5 separate regions of the Sus scrofa genome follow, and all the other regions are linked to region 1. The links are chromatin contacts, called in public HiChIP or PLAC-seq maps. All regions are on one chromosome and are shown on one strand. The core of a region is the stretch at or near the end of the contact, and the rest is flanking DNA. Distances in the headings are between cores, read along the strand shown. Region 1 has its middle 71 kb from the start of RREB1. Region 2 has its middle 140 kb from the start of LY86. Region 3 overlaps RREB1 (ras-responsive element-binding protein 1). Region 4 overlaps RREB1 (ras-responsive element-binding protein 1). Region 5 has its middle 120 kb from the start of LY86.

Evidence for each region. HiChIP or PLAC-seq counts read pairs in DNA pulled down with a chosen protein or histone mark.
Region 2: a contact with region 1 is called in an H3K27ac HiChIP or PLAC-seq map of skeletal muscle. The contact joins two enhancer-like sites. A contact is called at or near these places in 2 of 2 datasets of contacts at active chromatin or transcription factors (alveolar macrophages and skeletal muscle).
Region 3: an H3K27ac HiChIP or PLAC-seq map of alveolar macrophages shows a contact between it and region 1. The contact joins two enhancer-like sites. A contact is called at or near these places in 2 of 2 datasets of contacts at active chromatin or transcription factors (alveolar macrophages and skeletal muscle).
Region 4: a contact with region 1 is called in an H3K27ac HiChIP or PLAC-seq map of skeletal muscle. The contact joins two enhancer-like sites. A contact is called at or near these places in 1 of 47 Hi-C or Micro-C datasets (fetal skeletal muscle) and 1 of 2 datasets of contacts at active chromatin or transcription factors (skeletal muscle).
Region 5: an H3K27ac HiChIP or PLAC-seq map of alveolar macrophages shows a contact between it and region 1. The contact joins two enhancer-like sites. A contact is called at or near these places in 2 of 2 datasets of contacts at active chromatin or transcription factors (alveolar macrophages and skeletal muscle).

What each region holds. Positions count from the first base shown.
Region 1 is chr7:4,439,650-4,442,486 of Sscrofa11.1, forward strand. No RefSeq gene overlaps it. Among named protein-coding and RNA genes, the nearest start is that of RREB1, 71 kb to the right of the region's middle. Within about 2 kb of position 1,517, at least 14 of the 83 cell types and tissues checked have an H3K27ac peak or open chromatin away from gene starts, as enhancers often do. A contact at or near this core is called in alveolar macrophages and skeletal muscle, where this site is marked.
Region 2 is chr7:4,245,180-4,247,916 of Sscrofa11.1, forward strand. No RefSeq gene overlaps it. Among named protein-coding and RNA genes, the nearest start is that of LY86, 140 kb to the left of the region's middle. Within about 2 kb of position 1,317, at least 16 of the 83 cell types and tissues checked have an H3K27ac peak or open chromatin away from gene starts, as enhancers often do. A contact at or near this core is called in skeletal muscle, where this site is marked.
Region 3 is chr7:4,574,835-4,577,636 of Sscrofa11.1, forward strand. It overlaps RREB1 (ras-responsive element-binding protein 1), which reads left to right. Exons shown (of 16, transcript XM_005665552.3): 2 at 109-226. Among named protein-coding and RNA genes, the nearest start is that of RREB1, 64 kb to the left of the region's middle. Within about 2 kb of position 1,372, at least 6 of the 83 cell types and tissues checked have an H3K27ac peak or open chromatin away from gene starts, as enhancers often do. A contact at or near this core is called in alveolar macrophages, where this site is marked.
Region 4 is chr7:4,612,083-4,614,782 of Sscrofa11.1, forward strand. All of the region lies in intron 8 of RREB1 (ras-responsive element-binding protein 1), which reads left to right. Among named protein-coding and RNA genes, the nearest start is that of SSR1, 72 kb to the right of the region's middle. Within about 2 kb of position 1,264, at least 31 of the 83 cell types and tissues checked have an H3K27ac peak or open chromatin away from gene starts, as enhancers often do. A contact at or near this core is called in skeletal muscle, where this site is marked.
Region 5 is chr7:4,225,624-4,228,323 of Sscrofa11.1, forward strand. No RefSeq gene overlaps it. Among named protein-coding and RNA genes, the nearest start is that of LY86, 120 kb to the left of the region's middle. Within about 2 kb of position 1,403, at least 66 of the 83 cell types and tissues checked have an H3K27ac peak or open chromatin away from gene starts, as enhancers often do. A contact at or near this core is called in alveolar macrophages and skeletal muscle, where this site is marked.

The DNA of each region.
Region 1 (2,837 bases), core at 267-2,766:
GGTGTCACTGCAGTAGACCTGTCACGGCTGTGGTTCAGGTTCAATTCCTAATCCAGGAACTCCCACATGCAATTGCCCCCCCCCCCAAAAAAAGGAAAAAAAATCTGCATAAAAACATTTGGAAACAGGAGTTTCCATTGTGGCTCAGAGGTAACAAATCTGATTGGTATCCGTGAAGATGCAGGTTCAATCCCTGGCCTCGTTCAGTGGGTGAAGGATCCAGCATTGCCAAGAGCTGTGGTGTAGGTGTCAGATGTGGCTCAGATCTGCCGTTGCTGTGGCTGTGGTGTAGGCCACCAGCTGTAGCTTCTATTCACGCCCTAGTCTGGGAGCTTCCATATACCGCAGGTGCATCCCTAAAAAGAAAAAATAAATAAATAAAGGAAGGCAACTTTTGTCTCTTTGCTCATTCCAGAACTTGGTAGCCCAGGAATATAGATGAGAGATGGTTTCAAGGAAAGGGCTGGATCCTTAACCCACTGAGCGAGGTCACAGGTGCAGCTTGGATCCCGCGTTGCTGTGGCTGTGGTGTAGGCCAGCAGCTGCAGCTCTGACGTGAGCTGGGAACTTCCATATGCTGCAGGTGCGCCCCTAAAAAGCCAAAAAAAAAAAAAAAGGAAAGAAATTTAGAGACACTGTGACCCTTTTTGGCATGAGAGCATATATGAAAGTCCACGGGTTAATTAGGATCTTACATGGCTCGAGGCAGACTCTCCTCTGGCAGACGTTTCCACGAGTGTCCTTGGAAATACTTGGGCTCGAGGTCCACCAGGCAGCCCATCTGATGAGCCAGGCTGGTTTGCCAGCAAAGAGCAATGAGGACATTCGTTGTAGCCAAGGCTGAGGACAGTGAAAGTCAAGAGCGAAGGTGCAGGGAAGGCCCTTGTCCAGGAACAGCAGACTCAGGAGTGGGGATTAGGGCCTCCGAGAACCTTCCTCTCACCCCAGCTACCCCAAAGGCAACAGTAATATGAGTTTCTTGAAAAAAATAAAAAACGCACAAAACTGCATAATAGGGAGTGGCAACAATGGGGGTGCTTTTCAAGGTAAAAATAATTATCATACAGTCACTGGTGTTGCCTTCACCTTTGGAAACAGCTTAGGAGGCCACCAAGGAAGAGGCTTCCAGGAGCTCCCTGGTGGCCTCGTGGTTAAGGGCACAGTGTTGCCACTACTGTAGTGCAGGTTTGATCCCGGGAACTTCTGCATGCCGAAGGAGTGGCACACACAAAAAAAGGAAGGGCCTTCTGTGGAATGGCAGCACACAGGAACCAGGGGACAGAGCCCGGGACATCCTGACCCTGGGGGCATTTCAGCCAGAGCCACGTGGAAAGTCACTGCAGGTTTCGGGGTCTGTCTGTCAGGGCAGCCGTGCGCCTCTGCAATATTAGATACAGCAGAAATCTGCCTTATTTCATGGCTTTCTCTCTCAAGGCGCCAATCTGCCCCCCACTTATTCCCCCCTGCTGTTGTCACAGCGAGATTCACAGCCTGAATTCCCTCCAGCCTTCAGAGGCAGGGCCTGTGGCTCTCACTCTGAACAAGGAAGTGTGACTTGGCATCATGCTGTTCCAAGGACTTGGAGGCAAGAGCTGGTGGAGGAGGGGGGAGGCGACGGGATCAGGAAGTTCGGAAATGAGAAGAGGAGAGGGGATGAAAAACCCAAAAGGAGCTTCATTCGGCCGGATTTCCTTTCCTTCAGGTCCCGTTTCCACATGCCCTGATTTTTCGTATTTCCTCTTAGCGAGAAGAAACGTCTCCCAGCTCACTTTAGTTAATTTCACTACCTCAGTCTCAGCCCCACTCTTATTAAAAGGTAATAGGGGTTATGACTGAGGGTGGAATTTAAAAAAAAAAGAGTTCCCTGGTGGCTCAGGGGATTAAGGATTTGGCACTGTTGCTGCTGTGGCATGGGTTCAATCTCTGGCCTGGGAACTTCCACATGCCATGGGTGTGGCCAAAAAAAAAAAAAGAAAGAAAGAAAGAAAAAGCTAAATGTTAGTGATATTAATTCTGAAAAAAATGTTTGGCCCATACATCAGGCATTTGATTTTTAAAGTTTTCATGATGACTTGCCCCAAATCAGGTTGAGTAAAAACTGCCTTTGTCTAAAATGGTTCTGCAGACAGTGATGCTTAAGCAACTGTCTTGTTAAGTTTCACTGAAAGGCGGATTGATAAAAATCAGCCAAGCCAGTTTCTGGACCTTACTCACTCCCCCCAGGACAGGCCTCAGGACAAATCACTACCTTTGAGTCCACCCCTCCGGGGGACGCTTCTGAGAGCCGGGACCAGGGATTGAATGCAAGCCACAGCTGCAGCAACACCAGATCCTTTAACCCCCTGTGCCTGGCCAGGGATCGAACTCCAGCTCCCGCAGTGACCTGAGCCCCCGCAGTCAGATTCTTAACCCACTGTGCCACAGCGGGAACTCCCAGGTTTCTGTTTGAAAGTGGTCATTGCAGCTGCTTGATCAAGCAGGAAAGTGAGGACTAAAGTGCTTGAAAGAAGTAGCGCATGCAAAGGCCCTTGGAGAGGTGGCTCCTTCTAGAAATTGTGAGGCCTTGTGTGTGACCAGGGGCAGAGCCGCCAGCCAGAGCCAGACCACCAAGCTTCTCCTGGGCCCCTGGAGGCCTCCAAGCAGCGCGGATGCAACTCAGAGTTACTAACTCACTCCATGGCTTTCAGATCGGTGGGTGGTATCAAACTCATGGATTCAAAGTTCCCATCGTGGCTCAGCAGTAAGGAGCCTGATTACTTTCCATGAGGTATGGGTTCGATCTCTGGCACCGCTCAGTGGGTTAAGGATCCGGTGTTGCCATGAGCTGTGGTGCAGGC
Region 2 (2,737 bases), core at 67-2,566, 190 kb before region 1:
TGAGCGAGGTCACAGATCGAACCCGCAACCTCATGGTTCCTAGTCGGATTTGTTAACCACTGAGCCACAATGGGAACTCCAGAAATACTGATTTTTATAGAAAAAAATGAAAACCTGTACTGGCCTGTGAAAAATATAAAATCCAGATTTCCCCTCAATCCATCCGTGTGGAGGAACTTTTTAGGAGGCCTCCAGGCAAGTCGTGGTGTGAGATGCGCCACAGAGTTCATATTAACATACAAAACTTTCAACTGGATGAGGGCAGGAGAGAACTAACCAGAGAAAACTGAAGATACACCCTCTGCTGTTACATGCGGAAGGCTTCCTGCCAGCAGGTGTATGTGCGTTTGCATGTATATGAATATGTATATACCTGCCTATATATTATGGATGTATATGGAAGTGTGTATGTTTGTGTACACACCTGTATTATGTATTGATGTGTCTGCATGTGAGTGTATTCATGCGTATGTGTGCGTGTGTATGCATGTGTATTGTGTTCATATGCGTGTAGGTACTTGTGTGTGTACATGTGTATTCATGTGTGCATGTGTGTACATGTATATGTATGCATGTATATGTTACTATGTATCTCTGTGTACATGTGTACATGTGTGTATTGTTTGTGTGGGTGTGTATGGGTGTACGTGTGTGTGCATGTGTGTTGCATGTGCATGCACGTGTGTGCAGATGTGTGCTGCGTGTGTCTGTGTTGAGGGTCAGAGGCACAGCCCTCTTAGGTACCACATGTCTTTCGCCATCATTCCTTCCAAAACAGGAAAAAGCCTCAGGCGAGCCACGCAGGCCTCAGAAACCTTGCGCTTCTGTCTCGGGTTCCGCCTGCGGGATTACCCCAGAGCGCCGCCGAGGCCGCGAAGCCCCGGCCCGCATCACCCACGGCAGCTCGGGCCTGAAGCAGGTGTGGCAGCGACACAGGTGGTTGGTTTGTCAGGGTCAGATTGGCACATCTCTAGCCTAGGGCTCTAGGGGAACGTTTAGATGTCGTTTCAGGGGTACGGTGTTCAGCTCCCCGGCGTCAAAGGCAGGCCCCTGCACGCTTCCCTCCCACATCCTGGTCTGGTGGGAGGGGAGAGGGCAAAGGGAAGGCGAGGAAGGAGGGAGGAGGGAGGGAGGGGGGAGGGGGAGCGAGAGGGGTGGGGCAGTGGGCGGGGAGGGAATGAGGGGGGCTGTCCTGCAGCCTTTCCGACTCGCCCCAGAAACCCCTTCTCAGGCACACGGGACTCCCCCGGCCCAGCCCTGGGAATCAGCCTTGTTTACCCAGCTCAGGGCGCTCCCTTTGCAGTTGCTATAGCAACCACCAGGGGTCAGTTTATAGAAGGAGACTCAGCGCTCCAGCTCCGTGCGGAGCCCAGCTGAAAACAATAGACCGGGACACCCGGGAAGGAAGCACATTGAAAACTTTGCCAGGAGCAGAAGCATCGCTCAGAGCAGAAGATATCCCTCGGCGATGCCGCGTTTCTTCTTTGCCGCTAGAGCTATTCTAGAACAGCGGAGGGGAGAGTGGGTCTAATCATTGCATCTTCCAGATTTTCCCCTCCCACCCTCTGCCACCCTTCCGCCCCCCGGCCCTCATGGCCTGAAGGCAGATGTTAGGAGTTGAGGTAACAAGGGCCGCTGACGGGGTTCATTTAAAGTGATAACTTCATTCATATAAGGTATTCACTGAGGATCAGAGAGATCCTTACAAACTCATTTTTCCGTCTTTCTCATGGGGACGGAGGCAGCAGCCACAAGAACCGCGGGCTCATCTAGAGGTGCAAGCCAAACAAAATGGAACAGAGAGCATGCTGGGAATCTCTCAGGATGCAGGATGCTAGGATGCTGTCCAGTGAAGACTTTCCAGCTCTAACCCGACTAGCCAACCAGATCTAGCAAATTTTAAAAGTACAGGGTGCCCAATTAAATGAGATTTTCAGATAAACAACAAATGGATTTTTACAAGCCTATCCCACGAAATCTTTGGGCTATCTATAGCGGAAGCTGAATTTAACCCAACCCTATTCTAATCCTCCTCATTACCGCTGCCTCCGGGAAAAAAAGCACGACACGTGAGTTCGTCCTCTGCGGCCAATCATGTGCCAGATCACCGTTTAGGGTGATCTGATCCTTGGACTATCCTGCCGACAGTGGAAAAATGAAAAGGCATTGTTTACCTGAACGTAAATAGTACACCAGAGGCAGGTCAACTGCCCATGGGCGGGCGAGGCTCCTGACCGTCGTCCCTCAGATCTAAACACCTGCTCTAGGAGTTTGATGGCTCAAAAGGAAAGAATCCAGTGCTGGTATGACTTTGACTTTTTCACAAAGTGTAAAAGTCAGCTTCCTAAAGAATAATGGTTCTTATTTCTTTGACAGGAAAAGCATTTTTTTTTCTTGGCCGTGGCCATGATCCCTCGGAAGTTCCTGGCTCAGGGATTGAACCCCTATCACACCAGCAACCGGAGCCACTGCAGTGACAACACCAGACCCTTAACCTGCTAGGCTGCCAGGGAACTCCAGGAAAAGCATTTTTAATGAGTTTTTTGTTTGTTTGTTTTTGTTTTGCCCAGGAATAAATGACTTTGGCTTCCCAGTGTTAGGCGGGGGAAACTGGAGTGGAAAAGACACTCAGGGGAGCTGGTAGGCGGTCTCTGTCCATGGGGTCCTCTGTGGTTTGGGGGCCTGGGCACTCACGTCCACAGTGAGAAAGCAGCATCGGCTTTAGCAAAGTCACCCT
Region 3 (2,802 bases), core at 122-2,621, 140 kb after region 1:
TTGTCCTTCATTTGCTCCTCTCAGTGGCGTGAGCGAAGAAAATAATACAGGGACGGGACCCTTTTTGGGGGGACCCGCTCCCAGCGTCCTCCTTTCTTGTCTTTGTAGGTTGCTCCCATCTGCTCCAGAGGCAGTGGCTTTGAGGTGTGACCCTGTCCACGCTTGGGCCCAGCCAGCGCCAGCTCCTTGGTAAAGAGGAGCCAGCTTGATAAGACGAAGAAAACAGGTCAGTGCAACTTTATTGACTTTCTTGAGTCACAGTGACTTTGAATGTTGTCTTCTCTCCCCTCCCCACGTCCGTCAAGTGGCCTGCCCTCTGCTCGGGGTCCTCCCGAGGCTTTGGTGCAAAACCACGGTGAGACTCTCGCTGTGAACTGTGAACTGCTGGCTCTCCCTGACCCAGCGGCCTGGGTGCCCGATGAGAAGTCTCGGAAAGGGTGCCCAGGGCCTGGCTCACAGGAGGCAATGCTGCAGCGGCCCCGTGCCCTGCGTCTCCCTTCCCACCCCCGGATTCCCACCCGCTGTGCTCGGAACCGGAGCACAGGCCAGCCTGCTTGGCCAGTGGAGGTGACGGTTTCCTTTCGCGTCCGTGGTCTGCGTTTCCTGTCGTCTCTGGCCCCGCTGGAGGACGTGATAGCCGAATGGGGCCAGTGATTTTTCTTTTGTTTTTGGTGGTTATTATTTATTATCTTTTTTGTTTGTTTTGTTTGTTTGCAGTGATGGGGCTCATGTGAAGGATGGGGTCAGGGAGCAAAGGAGAAAACAAAAATATCAGGACTGTAAATATTTATAAAGAAAAACATGCTTTGTAAATGGACCTTGAGCTGTTAAACCTGTGTTTCATTCCCTGAGATCGAGAATCAGAAGGTTTTGGTTGGTTGGTTTGGGTTATTGCGCTCGTCTGGTCCAGGGTCGGCATGGGGTGGGTAGAATGGACTAATGCTGGCCTCTGGCTTCTGGTGAAATTAGTGCATAAATGCACCTTAATGCTGAGGTGGATTTGTTTTTTCTAACCTGGAACAATGAGCTACATTGTTTTATACCAGGCTCCTTCCCTTCCTGCTCCATCCTCCCAGAAGGAGAACCTAGGTATAAGACAGAATTAAAGACACAGGTGCAAACCAGAATATCTCCAAAAGTCCTGTCTGGGTTGCTCCTGAAACAGCATTCCAGAGACAAGCCCAGCCACTGTTCTTCTTTTCAAACGCTGGAACTGGGAGTTTCATTTTGTTAACTGCACTTTCCAACTAGAGGCAAGAAGTCTCTATTCCAAAAAAAAAAAAAATTACTGTTTACTCATTTAAACTAGGAAAAGGAAGTAAATGTAGGTGACCTTGACGTCATCAGTGGCTAGTGTCACACTTTACACTTTATCCCAAAGGAGGAAATAAATTTAGTAAATGCCTTCCTGTCCAGACAAAATGGGAAACGGCAAGACTGCATGACTTTTCTCCTTTTCCAGTTGGGATATAAGTCTTTGCAACGTTCAGCCCCTGGGTTGGTTAGTGGCTGTGACTATGGCTAGGTGTTCTGTATTTAGGACTTTAGGTAGTTTGCAAGAACATATCTTCGATGTTATAATAATTGTGACAGAAATTCTCACCCGCACTTTGGCTGTTTTTGGTAAATATATTTTTGTTCATGTCCATATTGACTCTTTTCCCTTCTCACCATTCTCTTTCCCTACTCAGTGAAAGAATTAGAGTATATTTTTTACAGCTTACAATTTTATATTTCTCCTAAAGCTGATCGCTCAAGTCTGTTCCTGGTCTGAGTAAACTCTGCCATCTAAGTGCAGCCATAGGACAAAAGCGAGATCGTCTCAACTCCTCCTACAACTCGATGGGAAGGCTCACTTTTTTCTTCCTGACATAATGTAGTTATAGTAAGGAAGACTTCTGGTCAGTTACTTGATTACTTGCTGTACATTACAGCTGCAGGGAAATCTATTTAAAAGACTGAGATGGATTTGGTATTGAAGGTGTCCACTTCTTTGAAGCCAGCAAATAATCATATGCTGATTGATGAGACCAGTTCTGGAGAACAGGTGATACTTTTGTTGGAAATTCTTTAAGAAAAAAATGAGGTGTGTGTGTCTGCTTATATGTGTATGTACTTGTGCTGCGTGCTTTTTCCCAGAGAGGAATCTGCCGAAGGAACTTTCCGAGAGAGTCAGCATGGGAAGTTGTGAAGCACAAGTTTTCATAAGTTTAAATGATCTTCCACATGGGGGAAACCTCATGGAAAGACAACAGCTTTGAAGGTTCTTTTTTAAATTTTGGACACAGCCTTCCTCTTTTGTTTTTATTTTTTATTTATTTACTTTGGGGGCTGCGCCCAGGGCGTGCAGAAATTCCCTGGGCAGGGATCAACCCGAGCCACAGTTGCAGCCTGAGCCACAGCGGGGACAATGCCTGATCCCTCACCGGCTTCCCCACCGGGGAGGCCCCGTCCTAAAGAGGGAGAGGTGGGGGGGAGACGGGCGGCAGGCTTCGTCGTGTGCTTGTGCCCTTGGTCCTTTTCCTCCACACTTGGAACCCCATCAGCTCCGAGTCCCCCAACAGTCTGCTAACAAGCAAGGCACGTTTGTCCCTCGACAAGGGAGGTGCCGTCCGTTCTTAAGGTGCTCTCGGCTGCGCTAAGGTTTTAGCGCGCACCTCTCAGCTGATGGCCGCCTCGCTTGGTAAAGGTTCGGCCCAGGCTCTCCTGCTCTGCTGCGGGACACGTGTGCAGCTCCTGGGGTGTCAGCATTTGTCACGGCCTCGGTCACTTCCCCTCGACGTGGGGCAGTCGTGTTCTCTG
Region 4 (2,700 bases), core at 14-2,513, 170 kb after region 1:
GCAAATGAATGAACGCTTGTTGTGCGCCAGGCGCTTGACCAGACTTAAGAGAAAAGCAGTGACGGTGGAGACAGGGCCCCTTAAGGGCCGTCAGAAAACAGTGAGTGAGCCATTCTCGCGGAGTGAAGGGGGTCAGGCTGAGGCCAGGTGGGCCGGTGGCCTGCTGTCCAAGCTTGGCTGGCAGGCCGAAAGCTGCCCTTGGCATTTTACCCCCGATGCCGTGGCGCCCCCATGTGCTTGCCCGGCTCAGGGCCTCTGCCCCATCCGACGGGATCCTGGATGTTTGTGAGACAGACACCCCTAAATCTGCAGTGGGAGTTCGTGCCAGGGGAACCTGGTGGGCTCTGCAGGGGCAGCTCCCTGTGCCGCCAGGGTGGGGGAGAGGTGCCAGAACCTTCTTCCTCTGGAGTCTCCGGTGCTCCGAGGAGTGTTCGGCTCCCTTCACTGCACCCCGCTGCCTCTGCCCCGCCCCCGCCCGTCATCTGCAGGGGACCCTAACAGAGATTCCCATGGCGCTGGTCCCGTGCTTGTTAAATGTCAACCTAAAAATAGGGAGAGGGCATGACAAAATCCTCGTCAGCATCTCAAATTTAAGAGTCCCTGGGTCTCCAAGGCTCAGCCAGGTGGAGCAGATTGGAAACGATGCTGGGGGCTGAGCGAGGGGAGGGCATGTGCCCTTCCGTAGCCGGAAGCCGGAGGCACCTTGGGCAGGGTTGCCCCCTCCCTATCCTGCCCACGGCCCCTCCGAGACTCGGCTCCTGGGCTCCCGCCAGCCCACCCGCAGAGCAGCCCCTGGACCTGCCCCGCTTCACACCACGCCGCTTCGGTGGAACAGCCCGGGCAGGGCGTCAGGACGCGGTGTGCAGCCCGGCGGATTCCTGGGCGTGGGGAGGGCAGGCCGCTGCGGGCCAGGGCCCTGTCACAGGGCCATCACTGTTGCTCCTGGCAACTGGGAGAGATTAGTGCAGCTGCTGGATGTCAGTTCTCTGGCTGGGCCTGGAGGGAGGGCAGGGGTGGGCAGGGGGAGAGGAATGTCTGAACTGGGTGGGGCCCCGACCAGAGGTTGTTTGCACTCACCCCTCCTTGCCTCTGGAGACAGAACAGGGAAAACGAAGCATGAAATCCCTTTAAAAAAGGAATGTCAGTCCCTCGGTTAAAACGCTATAATGAGTAAGAAATTCAGTCTCCTGAGGAAGTAGTCAGGGTGCCTGCCGCCTTCTTAGCTTCTGAGGACAGGGCCAGAGTGCTACAAAGACGGCAGGCCTCGAGGATGTGACACGGGCGTGGCAGGAGCTGGGCTGCCCGCAGCACTGGTCCTCTGAAGGACAGCCCAGCGGTGGAGGGAGGGCAGCCAGCTCCAGCCTTGCCTGAGCCTGGCATCTCCGTGACCCTGGGCTCCGTCCCCCCACCTGGAAGATGGGCGTGGGGACGCGTGAGGATGAAGGGCATGCCCCAGTCCTCCGACTGTGACAAACACTCCGTGAACCTTTCCCTGATGCTGTTATTTGAACGTGGGTCTTGTTTAGTGTGTTCAGCCTTGCAACACTTAAGTTAGGGGTTCGTGTCCCTCGCTGGGAACCCCTTCCAGTGAAACGGAGAAGGAACTGGGTGCTCTTCCCGTGGCAGAACTTGGGAACGGGTCGGCCCTTAGTCCCTGTTATAAGGCGGCACTCCTACTTCCGCTTTCGTAAAGATGGGGTAACTGAATGGCTGTTTAGACGTGGGTTGACTCCTGCCTCCCAGAGGCTGGGATCCCGGCTGTGCGGAAACCCAGACCTCCCGAAGCCTGGCAGCACCTGACACCTTTACACGCTGGGACGGCAGGTCCTCTCCCTTAGCTTGTGGGGAAAGCTGAGATTCTGAAGAAGTGTTTCCTGAGATTTGGAACTTGCCACAGCAGTCTTTCAGAAGTGCGTTTAGCATAATGAAACAGAGCAGTTTTCTTTAACCCTTTCTCGGTGACAGGATCGTGTGCCTGGCCCTCAGCTTGACAGGAGGATGTGAAAATCAGGCGCCCCAGGGAGCAGGGGGTCTCTTTGGATTGCTCTTCAGCGTTTTACCTTGTTCTGGAGGGTCAGGACCCCCAGATGAGCCCAGGGGCACTGTAGCAACCTGGGGGGAGCTACGCCCAGAACTGTGGACCCTCAAGGTTTAAAATATTTTTTCTCTCAGATTTTTGGTGGCCTTGTTTTCTGTCTCTGTAGGTCACCCGCTGGCGACTCCGCCTCCACCTTTCTCTTGGCCTGACTCGCAGTCTGTGTGCGCGGTCACCACCCGTCGCAGGTCCTCGGCACGGTTATTGGGGAAACCGCTCCATTTGTGGTTACCCGTTCCTTGTTTCCTGGCCGGGGCCGGTTAAGTCACTGTCAGCCCTGCTGGGAGTTGCCCCGCGGACGGCTTCTTCCTCCGCCCTCGTCCCTGCAGAGTGCCCACGCCACGCCACAATCGCCACGCCACAATCGTGTGTTTATCACACCACGTTTCTACCCCAGCCCAGAGCCATGAGCTGTCCTCTAAAAATTAGTAACAAGGCCGGACGGAGTGTCCCTTACAGGCACGTGATGCAAAAGGACGGCTCTGCGGCGTCCATCCCCACGGGGCGGGCCCTGGTTCAGGGACTTGAAGAGCCTAACTTTTGGGGTTTTTTGAGAACTGGCCATGGATCTGGGCACAAACAAGAACATCATCCATTTGCATTAA
Region 5 (2,700 bases), core at 153-2,652, 210 kb before region 1:
GGGCCGCACTTGTGGCATATGGAAGTTCCCAGGCTAGGGGTCCAGCTGGAGCTGCAGCTGCCAGCCTACACCACAGCCACAGCCACAGGGGACCTGGGCCGCATCTGCAACCTACACCACAGCTCACGGCAACACCAGATCCTTAACCCACTGAGCAAAGGCCAAGGACGGAACCTGCATTCTCATGGATACCAGTTCTTTGCTCTTAACCCACTGAGCCACAATGGGAATTCTCTATAAGCATTTCTAAATGTGTCTAAACCCAAGTCTTAATCCCCTCAACAGACCTGAAGCTCCTCTAGGCTTCCGTTTCAGTGGCGTCACCACTGTCTACTCAGCCGCTCACCAGAAACTGGGAGGCATCCTTGCTTCTTCCCATCTGAGCCCAGTCTCCATTCTCCGTGTTTGTGGCTTCCACCTGGACCAAGCCACCGTCATCACTTGCCTGGACTTTGGTCAGAGCCTCCTAAGCTGTTGCTTCCTTCGTGACCCACCCCCACAGGCCCATCCCCCCATGGCAGATAGGACGGTCCTTGCAAAGCCAGAGTCCCAGGGCTTCCCCTTCCCGCAGCTCTGAGGGCACATTCCAGCTTCTGGAGGATGCCCCCTCCTGGGGCAGTGTCCACCTCTCCTTCCTCCTAGGGGCACTTGGACCAACCCTGCTTCTCTGGGTTCCGTCCTTACTGAGTTCTCTTGCTTCTACCAGTACTTTCCAAAGAGCAATCATGTTCCCTTTCAGGCTAAAATGCAAAATAGAGCCTGGCTTATCTCCCAAGAAGGCCAAACTCCAAGTCAATCCTGGAACATCTTTTGCCCACTTGAAAATTCTTGAAAAGCAACCGCTGATTCCCAGCCAGGCTCCCTGCCCCCGTGCTCCCCCGCCTCGTCCACTCTGCATCCTCTGCAGCCTCTGGTCACCGCTGCAGCTGGGCTCTGCCCCTTCAGAAGCCGACGCTCCAGCGAGGTGGGGGATTTATGGTGGAAGGTTACACAGAGCGTAAATCTGGCCTCAGGAATCAAGGGCTGTGACATTTTTACGGCCTCCTCCTCCAAGCCCCTGCGTGGATATGAAGCAACCAGAGGGAAGAACATCTGGTTTCACTTTTTTTATTCACTACCCCAGCTCCCATCTGACAAAACCCTCCGTCTTGCCAGTGTTCTGGTGGATGGTGGAATGAATGAGCCCTGGGGCAGCTCTCTGCCGCAGATCTGCTTTTCCTGGCTCATCACGGGGTAAAGAAACCGCGGGGACCAACGGGCCGCCACCGCTGCACTGAAACAAAGCGTGTACCCAAGTTGAGGCCGGGGTGGCAGGCTGCGAGCTCGCCTGACTTACGGAAGGACATCTACCAGGGCGGCGAGGGCTGGCCCGGGCCTCCCCGCTCGCAGGGGGCGTGGCCGGGACGCGCGCGATGAATGCTGGGACTTGTAGTCTCTGTGGGCAAGATGGCCGCCAGTGAGAGTCGCACACCGCCGTCGCTGGCCGGGACTTAGCAAAGTAAGGGTTCCCGTAATGACTACAGGTCCCCTGGAGGAAGGCACACCAGAGATAAGAAGCCGCTCCAATAAGTATCTCCTGTTCCGCGTGGCTAGCCCAGAGCCCCACCTCACGGCAGAGGCTTGCTTCTCAGCTGATGGCGAGGCCCTGCGGGAGCCAGTTAGAAAAATGTGCCCCTTGTCACTCATGCCGACTGACCGTAGCCAGTCAGGTAATTGACCAGCAGGGAGGATGAGAACCAGGCTTCTGGCTCTCCCTGTCCCGCTTACTAGATACCACTCCATCAGCCCGGGTAATGGGAGCCCTAATCTTTCATCACCTGCTCCCTAAGCTGTGCGCTGGCCGGAATGTTCCAGAAAAGATGGAAAGCAACAAAGTCCAAGCAGGACAGTGCACCGGGGCCCTGTGAGGACGGCCCGAGTGGCCAGATCTCCTGCTCCCCCTCCCCCCGCCCCCGTCTCCAGGACTCCAAAAGCAGATCCCCGCAGACCGAAATCCCTCCAGAGTCCTCACGGCCTGTTGAACAAGCTCGTCTGTACAGTGCGCATCTATCCTTCTCACTCACTGCTGCCCCAACTCGCACCCTAGGAGGGTTATGTGCAGATGCGAATGGTGACTTTTATGAGCTGCCCGAAGCTGTGTGCCCAGAACTGCACTGGATCCCAGAAGGCGGTGCCGTTACGTCCATTTTTCAGATGGTGAAATGGAGGCATGGAAGTTAAAGCCTCTACCACCTGCTGCCCTCAAACCTGAAATCCAGCAGGTGGTTCTGCGGAGGTAAGCATGGAGCCAAGCAGACAGTCGGCACGGGAACCGCAGCATCACCCACCTCGGGAGGGCCTCATGCTGCTGCCGCCAGCACTGGTGAGTGGCCTCTGCTCCCAGAGTTTACTCCCTTGACCCCCCCCCCCATTGACCTCCAGCAGAGACCCTGATCCCTCGGGGGCTGTGCTCTGGCCTGGCTGGTGGGGGGACTTTAAACCCCCCCCCCATGCCTGGATTCCAACATAGAGATTCTGATGTAATGAGCCTGCGAGGTGAGCCTGGACATAAGGGAGGTTGAAAAGCTCCCTGGGGGATTCTAATAATGTGACCAAAGTGGACACACTGACCTAGACTCAAACTTCATCAGAATAACACAAACCAAGCCTACAGACGCCCGTCATGGGCAGGCACCCAATGCCGTGGGCATCCCTTCTGTT